Linked DNA regions of Mus musculus: region 1 is linked to region 2. Evidence: chromatin contacts called from public Hi-C data. All regions are on one chromosome and are shown on one strand. Each heading gives the region's core, a stretch centred on a gene start, on an enhancer-like site or on the middle of the called end of the contact. The rest is flanking DNA. Distances are from core to core; before and after follow the strand shown. Region 1 overlaps Wdr27 (WD repeat domain 27). Region 2 has its middle 70 kb from the start of Thbs2.

Evidence for each region. A called contact is a pair of places that touch in the nucleus more often than the background predicts.
Region 1: a contact with region 2 is called in a Hi-C map of uterus, with 4 times the contacts expected there. The contact joins two enhancer-like sites. A contact is called at or near these places in 1 of 15 datasets of contacts at CTCF or cohesin (the NIH/3T3 cell line), 5 of 484 Hi-C or Micro-C datasets (3T3-L1-derived adipocytes, the C2C12 cell line, the F1.1 cell line and 1 more) and 2 of 115 datasets of contacts at active chromatin or transcription factors (embryonic fibroblasts and fibro-adipogenic progenitors).

The regions. Positions count from the first base shown.
Region 1 is chr17:14,905,078-14,907,777 of GRCm38.p6, forward strand. All of the region lies in intron 17 of Wdr27 (WD repeat domain 27), which reads right to left. Among named protein-coding and RNA genes, the nearest start is that of Wdr27, 37 kb to the right of the region's middle. Within about 2 kb of position 1,449, at least 38 of the 459 cell types and tissues checked have an H3K27ac peak or open chromatin away from gene starts, as enhancers often do. A contact at or near this core is called in uterus, where this site is marked.
Region 2 is chr17:14,623,346-14,626,068 of GRCm38.p6, forward strand. No RefSeq gene overlaps it. Among named protein-coding and RNA genes, the nearest start is that of Thbs2, 70 kb to the right of the region's middle. Within about 2 kb of position 1,291, at least 18 of the 459 cell types and tissues checked have an H3K27ac peak or open chromatin away from gene starts, as enhancers often do. A contact at or near this core is called in uterus, where this site is marked.

The DNA of each region.
Region 1 (2,700 bases), core at 199-2,698, 280 kb after region 2:
ATTTACTCACTACTGTGGGAACACAACGTGGAGCACTGTGAAAATCTGTGTGGAAGCTGGTCAAACAGCTGGAAAAAGACTATCACATGATCCAGCTCTAGCACTGCATACCCAAAGGACTCTATATCCTACTGTAGAGACGGTTGCTCCTCCATGTTCACAATTGGCTCTAGTCACAACAGTCAGAATATGGAAACAGCCTGTGTGTCTATCAACTCATCTATGTACAATGAAGACATAGGATATTTATTTCCTACGCTATTCAGCCCTTAAGAAAAGCACAATTATGAAATCCCCAGGTAAACGGATATGGGTGGAAACAACCATCCTGAGAGTAGTAACCCAGACTCAGAAACACCAACTTTGCATGTTTTCTCAAATCCATAGGTGTTATCTTTGAGTCTTCCGATATGTGTGTTTCATCTGGAATTCCTATGGAATTCAGAAAATTAGTAAGGGACCCTGGGGTGGGGCTTTCAAGGGAGCAAAGAGCAAATGGAATGGTATAAAGAGCCGGGCAGTGGTGGCGCACGCCTTTAATCCCAGCACTTGGGAGGCAGAGGCAGGCAGATTTCTGAGTTCAAGACCAGCCTAGTCTACAGTGTGAATTCCAGGACAGCCAGGGCTATACAGAGAAACCCTGTCTCGAAAAACAAAACAAAAAGAGAGAGGGGGGATGGTATAAAGAGGTGACGGCCAGTAATGGGAAAGGGAAGGTTAAATGGGGTAGAGGCTGGGAACAAAGAGTAGAGGACGGAACATGAGGGGTGACTAACACTGAAGAACTTTTGAAAAAGTCACATGGAAGCCTACCACTGTAAAAGTAAGTATACTTAAAATGTATACTACATATATAAGAAGAATTTAAATGGAGTTACTCTATAATGGGGTGGCAAACCCCTCCTAGATACCATAGGCTAACAAATGAAAAGCCCAGAGTCCAGAATGATTACCACTTTTGGACTTACTGGCCACTGGGGTCCCACAGAACTCCGAATATTACAGGCCATTGCCAATGTTATTGGCTACCATCCAGAGACTGACGGTAAGACCCTATTGATAGAAACACACATGCTTGGGTCACAGACTATAAAGAAATGAAGCTGGTTAGAACCTGAGGCTTCATCCCTTCTGGCTGGCTTCCATAGTACTGGGCGGTGCTGTGCATTCTACCACAGAGAAGTTATCATAAGTCATACCTGGCTGCAAACTCTGAATGCTGCCATCAGCCTGACAGGACACGGCTATTGTAATAATGGTGTGAATATAATAGTGATAAACTATATTCTGATTGGATTTAAGGCCCATCCACAAATTGAAACCCATACTAGGCACCAACATCAGGCTAAGAACCTGTGGCTAGTAGACATAGGGGGAGCATTGTCCTAGTGCTCTGCTGAACAGCCACAGTGTGATACTGACTCCCGATGACTTAACCTCATAGCCATGGATTAGTGCGCCTCTCAGCCTTCAGCACATTCACTGCCGTCCTCAGCAGGCGGTGATTAACACAGAGACCTACCACTGGTGAAGATGCAAACATAGTAAGAGACTGAAGTGCTCAATCTGAATGGGACATTGACATCCAGCTAGAGCACTCCCTCCCAGGGCTCAGGAGAAGAAACAGAGGCTGAAAGGGCCAGAGATGGCAGAGCAAGAAAACTCTTTTCCAGATACAGCAGGGCAGTTGGCATATAAACACACAGCAGTTCTGGCAGCATGAGTAAGACTTGTGCAAGCTCAAACCAGCTGGGAGAGGGAGAGTCTGCTTTCTTTAAGGGCCTGGCCCTCGTAGGTCAAACTCCAGTGAAGGCCAGACAGACAAAAGCTCATGGATAACACAAATTGGAACTGATGGGTTTAAAACAAAACAAAACAAAGCAAAGCAAAACAAGAACATAAAGCAGCAGGGTGGGTAAAGAAGGGGTGAATATGTGAAGAGTTGGGGGGAGGAATATGATCAAATACATTTTACAAAATTCCAAAAGGGTTAATTAAAAACAAATAAATAGGCAACACTGACAAACGTCTCAAGCACTCAGCAAGCTTGCAAAGAGTCAAAGCCCTAGGAAATGGCACTGTGACTGCACGGGCAGAGAGCACGTGCGACACCGGCCCGGGCTCACATCCGCCCTGGGTTAGGGCACGTCTGAGCATCCTCACTGATAACATACTTGCTCAGTCCCTGCCCTACACAATCCTACCTCCTGACTTAAGTGGCTTTTCTATCAGCTACGTAATAGCACCCACCCTTCTCAGACGACAGCAGGGATGTTTACATCCGCCTCCACCCTAACCGCAGCTGCAGAGGCTGCAGGGGGGCAATGCAAGCAGAGTTCAGGTTTCCCAAGAAGTGGATGACCCATTCAGAGCTGCAATACTCTCCTCATCAGCCATCTTCCACTCACCACAGCATAAGCTGTCATCCTAGACTGCGCCTCCTTGAATCTGAAAGGCAGCGCAGGCAACGGACAAGGCAGAATTCCACAGAGATGCTTTCTATGAGCAGTCACAGCCTGGTCCTTCAATACAGCACAGAAGGCTGACAACTGGTACTCCACACTCAGACCCCAGGACAAGCCCATCATGGATGACTCTAGTCCTCCTGAGGGCATCCCCCTTTCTCTTTCAAACCACCCTAGACACTGCAAGGACCCTGATGTAGACTACACAGTTCAAGCTAGGCCAGGCACCCAACAT
Region 2 (2,723 bases), core at 41-2,540:
TGGTTTGACTCTTAAAGATCTCCAGGTCCTGGGGCTCTGTCCCTGGTCCCTTTTTGACCTTGACATCTGGCTGATTACTTTTCTCAATGCTCTGATGTTGTTGTTTGTTTGTGCGACTTTGTCAAATGAGACCAACATCCAAAGCATTCTCTCTCCCGAACAAGCCACCAGCATCCTGTCTTCTGAGAACACTCTGGCAGCATCCTGTTTTCTGCCTCTCCAGCTGCAAGGACAGGCCCAAGTGTCCCATGTCCCTGTGCTTTGTCTTGGGTGCTGCTCTATCAGAGTGTCATGTGACTCTGTAGCAGGCGGATTGCTTCTCAATTCCCAGCCTCAGTTCTTCTCCCTCCCGCTTTCTTGGACCCTGGATTCTAAGGTTGCATTTGTGTCGAGAAACTAAACTTATCTCTATGTTGGAAGCAGGAGCGAAGGTTACTTTGTGAGAGCTCTAATCTCTCCAAATATAGTAAATTTGGATGGCTAAAGTTTGTTTTGTACTAATGTTTCATATGTTTTAGGTTCATGTGGTCTCTGCTCCTCATAGACATGCCCTACATGGTCAACAGATTAACCATTTGGTTTCTGGTATTTATCACATTGGAAGGGAGAGAGTTCTTGGCTGCTTCATCCTACTGCTAAAACTCTGACAAGAACTAGAACAGAGTCTAGCTAAATAGGGCCAGATCACATGTCAGAAGCTGGGTAGTGTGAGCAGCTAAAAGAAGCATTGATGCTTACCACCCCTCTGAAAACTGTCATGCCCTGACTCTTCAATGACAGCCATGTTAGATTTTCCACTAAAATCACCCCAAAAAGGACTGGACAACTTTTTCATTCATTAGGAATGATGAAGGAGAAACAACCAAAATTTCTAGAGGGATGAAAAAGGCATCTGTATTTTATACTGTCAGTTTATTATTACCTGATGACCACTCTGTCCCCACACTGTCTGGCACAGGACACATGTCCTTAAGCACTTGTCTGTGAATGATCATGTGACTGTAGGTCAGGAAGGAAGATGCTCCAAGAGACTCACTACAATTGGCTTATGTGCTTCTGTGTGTTATGTGCTGAAAATGTTTTTCTTTAGACAGGCCAAAAAAGCAGGTACCTGGAAGAATCTACAAAGAGCAGAAACAGCCTCCTTTAAGGTTTTTAATAAATTCATCAGATATTAAAATGTTGCCAGGAGGAAACAATGGTGTGGCGGATGGAGAGAGGGAACAGAGCAGAAAGCCACGGCTGTGTCTAATTACTGACTGGAAGAAAGGGAGACCGGAAAGCTGCAAAGCAGCCTGTGGACCTGCTCCGGAATCCCAGCAGAGCCTGCTCCTGCTCCACTCTCCTCTTCCCACTCAGCACGGTGAAAAAGGAACATTCCTCTAGAAACAAACAAACGAAAGGAACTTTATAGGAAATGGGAAACATGGAATTCAAACGATCCTTCCTGTTGTCCCTAATAAAGGAGCATGGAGCGAGAATTTCCACTGTGGAGCTGGTGCTCAGCATTTTTCTAAACCCGCGTTTTCTGTGGGGTTGCTGTGTAAACATAAGTATCCGCCACCCTTTCTCTGAGCTCCTCCGTCTGGCTCCCATACAAAACAATGATAGTGTGAGCAACTTTGTTTGAATCTTCTGTAGCTTTCAGGGCCCTGGAGAATTTATTAAAAACACATTTAAAAAGATGGATATTAATTTTGCTTTTGAAAGATTTGTGAGAAATTTTTGATTTTTGTTTGTAATGGATCATCAAAAATGAGGATTCGTGTGTGTGTGTGTGTGTGTGTTGACCTTTATTTTGCTTTACAGCATTTCAGCATTCTGAAAATGTAATACAAATTAAGATTTTCTTTAAAAAAATTTATTTCATCAGCATAAAATTATTTCTAGGCTGTATTTGTTTCACTGCAAAAATAACTTCAAGAAAATTTTCAATAAAATACTGACAGTCATAACATTTTCCCAGAAGTTGTTCCTGGAGCATAACATTTTCCCAGAAGTTGTTCCTGGATTCACAAATCCAGGAATTGTGAATGCTAGGAGACTGGGCATTCTGTGAGTCTACTGTGGGCTAGCTTTCAGGCAGAGCTCCACATCCCTGGGTCCAAGAGGTAAGTCGCAAGCCATGTCCCATGGTTCTTATTCACAGGAACAACTGACAGAGGAAATAGCAGAAGAAACTCTGAGGCCCAGCAGTGTTGAGCAAGGTGACATTAAAAAATTAGCTATGCCACTTATAGGGACATTTCAAGGACTCCACTAATTCCAATGAATTCTAAATCTGCTTCAAAACCTCTCTACAGAGGTTTTGAGTACTGAGATAAGTATAAATAATTCCAACTAACTATAAATGCTATATATACATTTTTCATCTTTCAACACTGAGACTTCCCTGAACCAAACAGCCAGGCATAGACTGTGTGATCTCATAAATGCCCTGTTAGAATCCCAGCTCACGGGAGGCAGAGGCAGGTGGAGTTCCAGGTCTACAGAGTGAGTTCCAGGACAGCCAGGACTACACAGAGAAACCCTGTCTCGAAAAAAAAAAACAAAAACAAAAAACAAAACACACACACACACACACACACACACACACACACACACACAAACAAACAAACAGAACCAAGGGTTCAAAGGTTATTTCATCTGGATATTCATCTGGATAAACCGATTTTTCTCTTTATCTTATAAATATTGGAAATACATTGTTCTCTCAAACAATA